Regions from separate parts of the Gossypium hirsutum genome. Here region 1 is linked to region 2. The links are chromatin contacts, called in public Hi-C maps. All regions are on one chromosome and are shown on one strand. Each heading gives the region's core, a stretch centred on a gene start, on an enhancer-like site or on the middle of the called end of the contact. The rest is flanking DNA. Distances are from core to core; before and after follow the strand shown. Region 1 holds the start of LOC107937136 (protein NRT1/ PTR FAMILY 8.3). Region 2 has its middle 15 kb from the start of LOC107937488.

Evidence for each region. Hi-C and Micro-C count contacts between places; a contact is called where the count stands out from the background.
Region 1: a Hi-C map of leaf shows a contact between it and region 2, with 2.9 times the contacts expected there. The contact joins the promoter of LOC107937136 here to the enhancer-like site in region 2. A contact is called at or near these places in 2 of 34 Hi-C or Micro-C datasets (both in leaf).

The regions. Positions count from the first base shown.
Region 1 is chrA01:75,128,541-75,135,383 of Gossypium_hirsutum_v2.1, reverse strand. It overlaps LOC107937136 (protein NRT1/ PTR FAMILY 8.3), which reads right to left and starts at 2,304. Exons shown (of 6, transcript XM_016869960.2): 1 at 2,142-2,304; 2 at 1,930-2,009; 3 at 1,644-1,749; 4 at 1,326-1,543; 5 at 212-768. The coding sequence starts at 1,980.
Region 2 is chrA01:74,545,789-74,552,260 of Gossypium_hirsutum_v2.1, reverse strand. No RefSeq gene overlaps it. Among protein-coding and RNA genes, the nearest start is that of LOC107937488, 15 kb to the right of the region's middle. Within about 2 kb of position 2,575, at least 6 of the 9 cell types and tissues checked have an H3K27ac peak or open chromatin away from gene starts, as enhancers often do. A contact at or near this core is called in leaf, where this site is marked.

The sequences.
Region 1 (6,843 bases), core at 1,055-3,554, 580 kb before region 2:
ACAGCATATTTCTGCAGAGATGAACAGTCAGTGTTTCAATACCTATGTTTTTCCTTACCGTTCATTACCAATTCCTTGTCTAAAGAGATAGAGAATTTCAATTTCATAGGATTTAATGAGACAGAGAGAGAGAATATTTCTTTTAAATCATGAGGAATAGAAAATCAAGATCAATCATTCAAAACTCAGGGAAATAATTAAGAATATTTACTTCAACTCCTCACTGTGCTCTAGTTTCCGACTTCCTTCTATGGCAGAGTGCTTGTCACCAGTTTCATATAGGAGAGTACTGTCTTCAGGTACCTTGAGGCTCCGTTTATGAAATGCTGCAACCAAAACCTGGAACATTCTTGTAATAGGGCTTCCTCCTGGTCTTTGAAATCTATAGAGTGCCGTGCCTGAGAAAAAACTTCCAATTGCAAGGCCCATAAACAATGCTGGAATGCCAAATCCAAGACCCCATCCAGCATTGTCCTGAATCCACACCAGAAGACTGCTTGAGATCAGAGCACCAATGTTGATGGAAAAATAGAACCAGTTGAAAAAGGACCCCTTCTTCACCCTTTCATTGGGATCAGTATCATCAAACTGATCGGCCCCAAAGGATGAAACACACGGTTTGATTCCACCCGTCCCTAATGCAATCAGATAAAGCCCAAAGAAAAATACAGCATACTGAGCTGGAGTAGCTGAGGGACAAATAGAACCCACACATTCAGCAGGTTTCAGTGCAGGAATTGATGCTGAGAGAGTCAATGTACACATTCCCTACATCAAATAGTAAATGTGTTATCCAATGCATCAGAAAGTGAAATCAAAACATATAAATTACTTGCCCACTTTACCTTAATAGAAGTACCAGAATTCATTAGTCAATAATATGATTAAAATGATGAAAATTGTTGTCCTCACATAGCCAAAAATCAAATTCTTTACCGTGTAAAGTGCAAGATATTAACGTGAGTTATAAATTCCAGAAAATATGTTATTACACTTTAAAACTGTCTTAAAATCTTTGCAAAGGAGTCAAAGTGCTTCCTGATTTAAAACTACTAGCAACAGAAGAGGAGAACCATGCGTGAATTTAAATCGCATGTGAAGGACCATGCATATCAGGGTTAATGGCATAATGTGAACTGCAAAACACACTCAAAGGAACAGCAGCCAAAGACTACTGCAGTTGAATGCAGGATCAACTTCATGATAAGTAGTTCAAAATAATGAAGCAACAATTACATCATAAATCAGAAAAATAACTATTTAAAGAATAAAACGATGAGCATGTAAAGCAGGAAAAAGTAGTAGTTAGGAGTAAATTATATTACGAAGAAGTAAATAGTGGAGAAAGCAGCAATTGTCCAATATCTTCCCCAATATGCATCTGCTAAGACGGCTCCAATGAGAGGTGTAAGGTAGCAAGTTCCTTGCCAAGTAGTTACATTTCTTGCAGCTGATACATTCCCTTCATGCAGTTTCTTGGTCAGGTAACTTACAAGATTAGTTGCTATCCCATAATAAGCCAATCTCTCACAGCATTCATTACCTATAATTCCATATAAAAAAGTTGCAGAAATAAGATAAGCTTTACTCAAATAAAACCCATTTAAAAGGAAGAGCAAATAGATAAATTTACAATAATTCACCCAAAATGAAAGGGCACGCTCTCCAATTTCCAGTATTCTGCTTCAAAATAGGATTCCCATTGAAGTCAACGGAGCCATCCCCAGTGTAAAGCCCACTGCTTTCAGCCTGGAAATACCAAATATTAAAACACTAATAACAACATAAACTCCGAGGTAAAGAATTTTAACAAGAAAAGACAACAAAACCCAGAAATTTTTTCAGTGTTAAAGGTGTCTGTGAGCAAATAATCAAAATCTTATAACCACCAAGAATTAAAGATGAAGGGGAAGCAGAAAAAAAAGATACCTGATTAAGTTCAGCTTCCAAAAGCGATCTCTCTTCATCCATAGATCCCATGATTGTTTTGCAACTGAACCAATCAAAGACTACAGATTCAAAATCCCCAAAACAGATAGGGGAAGATTAGGGACTAAGATAAGATAAGATATATCTAAATGTAATTTGTGATGAAAATACTGGGCAAATTATTAGGCTAATAAAAGCGTATAAGACTTTACCTTGTTAGATTGGTAATGTCAACAACTTTTGGAATCTTTTAACAAAAAGGAAAAAGAAAAAGAAGTTCTGGGATCCTTAAAATTTGGTTGATTAGATATTAACACAAGCTGAAGGAGTGGAATGTTAGGGTGACCCAGGCACGCTTCCCTATCTTTTGTAATGGCTGAGATAAGGGCTTTTAATGATACATCTATGGGTGGGAACATGGATTTTGGGTTCGGGAATAGAGGTGATCATGGGCCGGGTCGGGTTTGGGCCGGGTCTAAATAAAATTTTAGGCTAGTCTATTAGGTCTGGGACTGGTCCGGTCCGAAATATGGGTCTAAAAATTTGTCCAAGCCTGGCCCGAAATAAAATTGCTAAGCCCGAGCTCAGCCCGGCCCGACCCATATTAATTTTTTTTACTTATTTCATTAAATAAAAAATTTTAAAAATATAATAAATCAAATATATTTAAAAATATTAAAACAAATATTAAAACAAATAAAAATAACACTAAAACAATTCTTAAAACAATACATAAATTGATAATATAATAAAAAATAGTTATATTAAAAATTTAAAATGATTAAAAATAAAATAAAAATATATATTAATATATAATTCGGGCCGGGCTCGGGCCAAAAAACTCTTACCCGAGGCCTAGCCCGTTTTCTAAACGGGCCTCATTTTTTTGTCCAAACCCATTTTCGGGCCTATATTTTTACCCAAACCCTCCTATTTTTCGGGTGGGCCTTCGGGCCGAGCTGGGCCGCCCAGCCCATGATCAGCTCTATTCGGGAAGGACTAAAGTTATAATTCTACCACCAATACCGATACCTAACCGGGTTTGAACATAGATTTTTAGGTCTAATTCTAACTTTCATCTCTCTACTTTTTCAAATTTTGAAAAATTAATCCATCTGCTCTAAGTATTAACAAACACATTAACTTCATGAGTTGTTGGACTATTCATTTTTCAAATCAACGATTAAATGACAAATTTTAAAAATGATCGATTCTTGAAAAATTAATGTAAAGGGATTAGTTTTTCTTTTAATTTTCATGAAATAGAAGGATGTAATTCATAATTAAACCTAAATTTTAAGACTAACATGTTTATTTTTTATTGTATTAATCTTTTAAATGATTTTTTGTTAAAATTTTATGGGAAATTTGTTTTAACTTTAAATTTAAATATTTTAAAATTTATTAAAATATTTTTTTTGATATCTTCATGTTCATTATACATTCATATTCGAAATATATGATTACCATACTTAATAATTTTTTTAAAAAAATTTAAACTTACACCTAATCACTTATACGTGAAATCATTAAAATATTAATAAATAAATAGAATCAATCTAAAACCAATTCCATCCATAAACACTCTTCTATTATAATTTTTTTTTAATTTTAAAAACTATTTAATCTACTTGATTGATTATTTGTCTTTTGCTTTATTTTAATCTTATCTTTTACAACTTCAATATATATATATATCTTTTAACATTTTATTTCCATTTTTGAATTGATTGCATAAATTGGAGTGAGTTACTTTATTTAGTAAATTCCAAGATCTTTTAATTTGAATGTTTGTCGTAAGAGTTCAGAAAACCACGAGCTACTTCTTGAGCAAAACTAGGAAGAGAGGTGGGTCGATTTTATTTTATTTTTTTAATTTTTAAAATTTGAATTTATAAATTTAACCAAAAAAAAGTCTATTTGTTATTCATACTTATTTTAATATTATTATCTAAATTTAAATTCAAATTGAATGTTATTATTTTTAGAATATTTAAATTTAAAAACTTTTGAATTTGAATATATTACATATAATCAAAATAATAATTATAATTATAATAAATGGATTAAAATAATTAAATTTATGTATGTTATTCAAATAAATAATGTGGATTTAGGTAATGAATATCTAAAATATCTATTTGCATTCACTTCGAATGTGTGACGAATAGTAATTTTAAATTTTAAATATTATCTAAATTTATAATATCCAAATGTGCAAGAAAATAGATTCAATACCTAATCTAAATTATTATCTCTAAATAAATATATAAAAAGCATATATGTGGGTATGAAAAGTGTACAATTACAAAAGGGCTCAATTTTGACATTAAAACAATGGTATCTCACAAACATTTTCTCACCGTTCTAACTTTAGACTACATAGTTGAGGAGGTATTCCAATTAAAGTGTTTCTATATATCACAAAGATTTTGGGTTCAAATCATGTTACATTTTTTTAGCATTATACCATTTATTTTCGATCTTAAACGATCATATTTTATTATTCTTTTATAACTTTAAGATATATTTTTAAATTTTTTTCTAAAAAGAAAGAACAAAATTTTAAGGATGTGTCAATTCTTCAACAACATTCAAAACTAGGGTAAGACTTTTGCATTATCAACATGATGATGCAGCAACTTCCAAGATTTAAATTGCATTTAAGCAACAATAAAACTTTTATTCTTGGACTAGCAAATCATACTTCAACTTAATGGTAATGTTAAAGCCTTAAAAACTTTGAAATATTATGTTAGAATCTTGCATATGAAAATTATTTATGAGTGAGTTAATTATTTAATTCAATATTTATAATAATTATTTTTATAAATATTGATGTGATTGTTAGTTATAATTTTAAAAAAAGAAAATAGATTCGAAAGTAGTTGAAAAATCTAATGAAAATATATATTTTGAAATCGCATATACATTTTAAAAGACTAGTTTTTTTTATATAACATGTTTTATTATTTAATAAAATATTTTTATTTCATGATATTATTAAAAATAATTCATAAATAATATTTAAAAAATACAAGACTTTCCAATTGTAATTAAGTAATTATATAATATTGAAATACTGTATTTGTTGAATATTTAAAAGATGAGCATATATTGTATATTTACACTTCAATCTTTATTTTTTTAATTAATGGATAAATTCCTATTTTATACTTAGAATTTATTTAAATTAAATTTCAATTTAAATAAATCTTTTTTAAGCTTAATTTATGTCAGCATTCTTTTAATAGTTAAATTATAAATTTTATTGAATTATAAGTTAAGATTTATGTCAACATTGTTTCTCCAATAGTAGTATATTCAAGTTTATTATCAACATTAATAAACAGTATTTTTTTTCATGTAATAGTAAAATTTTTTTATTGTGAAAACTAATTTTAAATTTTGTTTCAAACTTAAAATCAATGTTTATAACTAAAAAAAAATCAACTTAACATTGGATTAATACATAAAACTATTAAAAATAATATAGAAATTTGGAATAAATTGAAATTAAATTATAATATTAAAGTAAAAAACCAACAAAAATTAGATAAAGAACATGCAATAATTAATAATTCAAGATAAATATGAAAGATATTTAAACTAAATTAATAAACATTTTTAAAAAACAATTATTAAAAAAAATAAAGTTTGAAATTTAATTTTCTTTCAAAAAAAAAACTCACAAAACATTTTTATCTAAACCAAATGAATAACAAATAAAGTTTTTAACTTCATGTATAATTGATTGAAGAGTGCTTGCAAAGAATGATATAACTCTAACACTATTTAAGTGATAATTAATCTAAATAAATCTTTATTTTATACTCAATACTTTTTTCATACTAAATTAAAGGGTAAACTACCAAAATAGTCACTTTCGTTTGCCTCATGTTACATTTTAGTTACTTATGTTTGAAATGTTACATTTTAGTCACTTACATTATTGTATTGTAACATTTTAGTTATTGAGCCATTAACAATGTAACGGTAAGCTAACATGACACGTTAAATCATCATTTCAAACGAAAATTTTAGGTTAAATTATACAATTGGTCCTTGTATTTTTTTCATTTTGAGCAATTTAATTATTTTCTTTTATGTTCTTTTAATTATTTTCTTTTTTCTTTTTTTCATTCTCTTATGCTTCTCCCTCTATTTTCCTCATTTCTCCCTTAGTTTTTCTATGCTTTTCATTTGTTAAAACTAGTCCCTATACTTTTTTTTAACAATTTAATTTTTTCTTTTTATTTCTTTATTTGTTAAAGCTAAATATCCTTGATTACATACTTTGTGTATAAACTCAAAGACTGTTTTCGATCACTGCAAGATGAATAAATCAATCTTATTGAATGAGCCAAATATCCTTGATTACATACTTTGTGTATAAACTCAAAGACTATTTTCGATCACTGCAAGATGAATAAATCAATCCTATTGAATTAATCAATACCAATTCTTCTTCGATATATAATAAAACACCAAGTTAAATTCTACCAAAGACATTGATTTGCTTACCAGATTTGTGCCAAGAACTAGAAACCAAGCTAACCCTAATGGGATCAAAAAGGTTCACCAGTATCATTAGAATCTTCATTGAAATATCAGGTCCAAGCAATTCTAAAAAATCACCACAATAATCCTTTTTTGGATTCTTTGTATAGCTTCAGCAATAACTATAAAATATCAGAAACCCCAATTCACAATTGTCTATAATAAGCAAAAAAAAGATTAAAAAAAATCTTTATTTTGGGTTTTTCATTGAAGATCAATACAAAATTGTTACCCTAAACTAAAAACATATTAAAAACTAATCAAAAGTAAGATAAAACAAAATGTACAAGAAATGTCCAATAGCAAAATAAAAGTATAATGACTAGTTTTAACAATGGAAAACATAAAAAAAAA
Region 2 (6,472 bases), core at 1,326-3,825:
TATTAATATTTTATGTAAATTATTAAATCAATTTATTATATTAAAATATAAGCATATTCACATACGTGACGCTGAATCTTGCACTAATCAAGCTCTAATGATAATATTTATATTTATTTTAAATACTTTATATACTATATTATATTATACATAACCTATCCTATGCATAAAAAGAAAATAAATTTTAAGATTTTAACTTTTGAATTCTTTATGTTTTTCATTGTTCATTGCGACTTTTGCACACTTTATTTTTTATTGTTTTACAGGTGTACTGAAAATATTTTATAAAAATTATTTTCAATGAAATAAATATATATTTAAATTTTTTTTATTTTTTTATTGTTTAATTGAGTTTAATATATATATATTTATATTTTATATTATTCTGTCTGTCGACTTGCGGGTTTGGAATTTGCCCAATTTGTACCCAGATTTGTGGGGTCTACTTATCGCATATAATAAATTTCGAAAAGTATCATCTACAAAAACATGGAAGCAGATCTCGCAAATCTCAATTTAGACGATCTAGAAGATGAGCCTGTTATAGGATACGAGGATATTGATGAAGGAGATGACGAATTCAGGCTCTATCTTGTAGGTAAGGAGTTAACAGATAGTTCAATCCACTTTCCTTTCCTAAGGAATGTGATTTCTCAGTTATGGCACCCGATTGAAGGGGTTACCATAACGGAAATTGAGGAAAAAAAGATTTCTTTTTAGATTTTACAATGAAATTGATTTAAAGAGGTTGATCGATGGAATTCCCTGGTTTTTTAACCGAAATTTAATTATTTTCCATAAGTTAATAAGAGGGGAGGACCCATTAACTGTTCCTCTACAACATACAAACTTTTGGGTACAAGTACATGAATTACCGTTGGGATCCATGTCGGAAGGTATGGCAAGACAATTGGGAAATTTTATTGGAGAGTTCTTGGATTACGATACAAAGATTCTAACGAAAAGTCTGCGCAAAATAATGAGAATTAGGGTTTGTATGGATGTTCGAAATCCTTTAAAAAGAATGAAACGAATAGTGTATGGCAGAGACAAATTGACTGACGCTAAGTTTCAATACGAAAGACTTTCTCTCTTTTGTTTTTTATGTGGGCAGTTAGGGCATGGAGAAAGTTTCTGTCCACTACGTATTTTGTTGAGATCGCAAGAAGTCGAATTTGGTTGGGGTATCTCATTACTTACGGCACCAAAAAGGGATGCATTAAATATAAGCAAATTGCATCGAGAAGAACAAAAAGAGGTGATCAATAGTGAATTTGACCACGACGAAATTAGAAGAAGAAGCTTGGTGGGATATCAAAGAGGGGAGGAAAGTAATATCGTGAGAGGTAAAGGCAAAGAAGGGGATCTAAATAGGAGATATCATAGAATTAACAGAACCGAAGAAGTGCATAACATGATAATTGAAGATAACGAATTTACCGAGGATACACCAATCAAACTAATTGATGGGAAGAAAAGGCAAAGGGTCCAACAGATAGAAGAAATTCATCAAATTACCAACTCAAGTCTCTCATCCAATATTGATATATCGGCGGCCGCTAATAAGCAGGCCGACCGGTCACAATGAAAATCTTAAGTTGGAATGTTCGTGGCATGGGGTAGCCACGAACAATAAAACATCTCAAAAATAACTTGAGACGGCTTCAGCCTCAACTTTTGTTTTTAATAAAGACAAAAGTCAATGCAATAAGGATGGAAGCAATAAGGAAGTTCTGTGGATACACAAACGGGATTGATGTGTACGCTGAAGGATCAAAAGGGGGACTTTCTCTTAGTTGGAAGGAAGAAGTCGATGTTAGGTTAAGAAGCTATTCTAAATTTCATATTGATATAGAAGTTATGGAGAATAATGAAGAAGAGTGCTGGCGTTTTACAAGTTTTTATGGCTCACCAGTTGAACAGAAATGGAAAGAATCATGGAATCTTCTCAGACAGTTAAAAGGAAACAACCAATTGCCATGGCTTGTTATGGGGGATTTTAATGAAATTCTATTCTCTTTCAAATAAAGAGGGGGCAGATTAAGGGAGGAAATAAAAATGGTGGCATTTAAAGAAGCCTTGGAAGACTGTGAACTGAATGATTTAGGATTCTCAGGACAATGGTATACATGGGAACGAGGGAGACTTCCAAGCAACAATATTCGTGAGAGATTGGATAGGGGGTTAGCCAATCCATTATGATGGGAAAGGTTTCCGAATTTCTCAGCTTAACGTAAGTGCCATAGTATTTCGGATCATTGTCTTGTAATTTTAATGACGCATGAAAAAGGGAGATTTGAGAATAGTAAACATTTGTTTAAATTCAATGCCAACTAGGTGCTGGAAAACAATTTTGGAAAGGTGATTAAGCAAGGGTGGGATTTAGATGATAAGAGTCTGCCGAAAAAATTAGAAGATCTAAAGTTGAAGTTGAAAATTTGGGAAAAATCAAATAGCAGATCCAGATGGAAGATAAGGGAGAATTTAAAATCACGTCTTAATCATCTAAATAGAGAAGACCTAGATAGCGATATTTTGGCAGAATTAACAGAAGTTAAGCTAGCACTCAACATGGAAGCCGACAAGAAAGAATTGTACTGGGAACAACGGGCAAGAGCTAATTGGTTACGAATAGGGGATCGAAATACTGCTTTTTTCCATAATTTTGCATCCCAGCGTAAAAAGAAAAAATTTAATAAAAAAACTGGAAGATAGAAGGGGTGGATTGGTAGAGGGGGACAATGCCATTAACAAACTAGCAGCCAATTTTTTTCCAAGATCTTTTTTCTTCAAAACCACTACAAAGTTGTGAAAGGCTTAGAAGTGAAATTCAACCATGCATTACAGATTCTCCTAATGAAGAACTTATTAGAGAGTTTAAGGAAGAAGAGGTAGTGGAAGCATTAAAGAGTATAGCCCCCCTCAAGGCATCAAGTAAAGATGGTTTTCTAGCATTTTTCTACCAAAAATTCTGGCATATTATAGGAAAAGACGCTGTTAATTATTGCCTTCAAGTATTGAATAATGGGAAGGATTTTGCGGAAATTAATATAACCAATATTGTGCTTATCCAAAAGATACAAACCCCTATGAACTTGGGACAATTTAGGCCCATAAGTCTTTGTAATGTCATTTACAAATTGATATAAAAATGATGGTTAATAGATTTCGAAGGGTGTTAAAGGTGCTTTTGTCCTAGGAAGATAAATAACTAACAACATATTGATAGCATATGATAGCATATGAATTACTTTACTCTTTAAAAAAAAAAGGGGGAGGCACGGGGTATTTTGCTTTAAAGCTAGATATGAGTAAAGCCTATGATAGAGTGAAATGGGATTTCATTGAAAGCATGATGAAAATGCTAGGCTTTTGCAAAAGTGGATTGAGATTGTAATGAAATGCGTACGAACAGTGTCATACTCGGTTGCAATTAATGGGATCCAATAGTCAGAATTTACACCAAAAAGAGGAATCAGGCAAGGAGACCCACTAAGCCCATATCTATTTATCATATGTGCAGAAGGTTTCTCTAAACTTCTGAACAAGGCTAAAAGGGAAGGACAAGTTGAAAAGGCTAAAGTGGGAAGAGGGGAGCTCGCTATCACTCATCTTTTCTTCGCTGATGACAGCATCTTATTTGGGAAAGCAACAATGGATGGAGCAATGGCAATTAAGGCAGTAATTAATGAATATGAAAATCTCTCTGGTCAGCTAGTGAATTTCGAGAAGTCGTTAATCTATTTCAGCAAAAACGTACAAGACGATATACAAGGGCAGATAGGGGGAGTTTTGGGGGTACGGATTTCAAATAATCCAAAAAAGTATCTAAGCTTACCTACAATGATTAGAAGAAAAAAGAGGTGTTTTCTTGAATTAAAAGAGAGATTCATCCAAAAGACAAAGAATTGGAGTATTCGTAATTTGTCCATTGGGGGAAAAGAAATTTTCATCAAATCAATTTTACAGGCCCTTCCGATTTATGCCATGCAGTGTTTTAAATTACCAGTCTAGGAAGCATTACAACGCGTCAAGTGTCTATCCTTACCACTCGATGTTGAACTCAGATTAGGAGAAATTTGGTAACAAGTGCTTCTAAATGAAATTTTTTTACAGAAAAAGGATAGTTTAAACCAGTTTATCCACTATAAGGACAGAATGCAAAGGAGATGAAAGGTGTTAACGACAGGTTTTTTCTTTCAGTTTTTGTTTTTTATTTTGCTTTAGGGAACCTCAAAAGCTTTTCATTTTCTTTTAATTTTTCTTTAAAGTTTAGGCAAACCGAGGCACCGCCTCTGTTACTTATTAGCTTTTGACAACTGTTAGATAGCTGTTGTTTTACAATCTTTGCTCAGTGTACAACATATCCTCTCAATTAATGCATTCTGATTTTACTTAAAAAAAAGTTGTACGGGATAAATGAAACTAAAAATTATTTAATAAATACGCATATTTATATAATTAAAGTATTCATATTTTTATAATAGATTAAAATATGTCATAAGTCCTTGTATTCTTCGTAAATTTAAAATTTAGTCCATGTGCTTTTATTTTTAGTTTAGTCCTACTTTTTAGATATCAAAATTCAGGTTCAACTATTAGTATTATTAAAAATACTTTGTTAAATTCATATTTATTATAATGTCATTTTTTAGTTACATGAATACAGAGTATTTTTTATTTAAAAATGTGACATCAAAAAAATTGACAAAAAAGAATAACAATGTTAACAATGGGACTTAATTTTCAATTCTAAAAAGTAAATGACTAAATTATTGAAAATAAAAGTACAAGAACTAAATCTCAAATTTGTAAAGAATACATAGACTTACGGTACATTTTAACATTTATACTACAAAATATTTATTATTAATATATTTATAATTTTAATAGATATTTATTATTTAAAATATTAATATTGAATATTTTTTCAATAATATATGATGAATATTATTTAAAATTATTATTTTTAAAATTTATTATTAAAATAAAATTGAAATATGAAATAATATTAATAATTTATTATATGATTAGATATAGATAATTAAATATGTATGTTTGATAATATTAAAAATTGTAATATTTTATATTAATATTTTATTAATTTTATAAATTTTAAACATAAAAATAAAAAAAATTATTATTAATATAATAATATTAAACTTGTTTTAAGTTAATTTTTATATAAAAATAAAATTATTCATAAAGAAATTTTTGCGTTAGAAAATGACTTATGTTTTTTCAAAGTAAAGAAAAAATTCAAAAAATTATTTTCAGTACTTTCCGGTGATTTTCTAATACTTGCAACATGTTACTTGTACAGCCCAATTAACAGAGCCCAAACACCAAACCCGAGGCCCAAATTCGGAGCCCAAATCCAAAAAAAAAAGGAAACCTAATCCCCCTAACCCTAGCCTAGCGCCGCACGTCCTTGCTCCTGGCCTCCTCACCTGCTCCGCCGTTCACCTGCTTTCTGCCATTGCCCACACGCCACCACCAACTCCTCTGGCACCTACAATCAAAAGAAAAAGAACAGAGCAGAGCAAGGCAGCAAGCAACAGTAGCCACATTTACTTAATATTGTAATCGGCTATAAAGCCTAAAGGAGATCAGTTTGTATAGGGGATTTTTCATTTTTTTGTTTCGGTATAAAGAAACCGATTGCAAACCATTGTAGAGGGGACACTAGTGAATCAAAAGCAAAAGAAAAACAACATTTTGAGAAATAAAAGAACCGAAATCGTGTCTTAAGGTGGTGGCCTTCTTTTTTTCTTTTTGTTCTTTTTCTTGCTATTTTATTATTTATATTCAAAATAAAAGAATAAAAAGGGAAGTTTTTACCGTTTTTTCGTCGTCGTTGGAGTGCTCGGAATCAGAGGGTTGCGTCGAAGAAAAAGGGGGGAGACTTTTGGTCTCCCCGCCGCCGTGCACGGCGGTGCCGGCGCCGGCGACCGGTGATCGACACGGTGGCTCTCGGCCGGGCTATTGACCGGAGAAGAAAGAGGGAGAGAGATTTCAGAGAGAAATTTTTAGTTTTTTTAGGGAAGAAAGAAAATGATTTTTTTTGTAAAAAATTTTGATTTTTATAAAAGGTTGAAACGGCGCCGTTTTGGCATGGATCAGACCCGGATCGATCCGACCCGCTTAGAGAGGATCCGCGTGTTTTGATAATTGGGTTATTTTCCCATTTGGTCCTTCCGCAATTTTGGGGTGTTTCAATCCTGTCCTATTGGCACTTTTTATATTTTGTAAATTTCGCCCAAATTATTTTTAATGTTTTTGATTTAGTCCCGAGTCCTATGAAGGGACACGTGTCCCAATAATTGGAATATTTTCTTATTCGGCCCTTCACCCTTTCGTACATTTCCAAATCGGTCCCCCCCGTAGTTATTTTATTTCAGTTTCAGCCTCTAACTTTTATTTTATCCCTGATTAGTCCATTTGTGTTTATTTGTTATCATTAATTAATCTA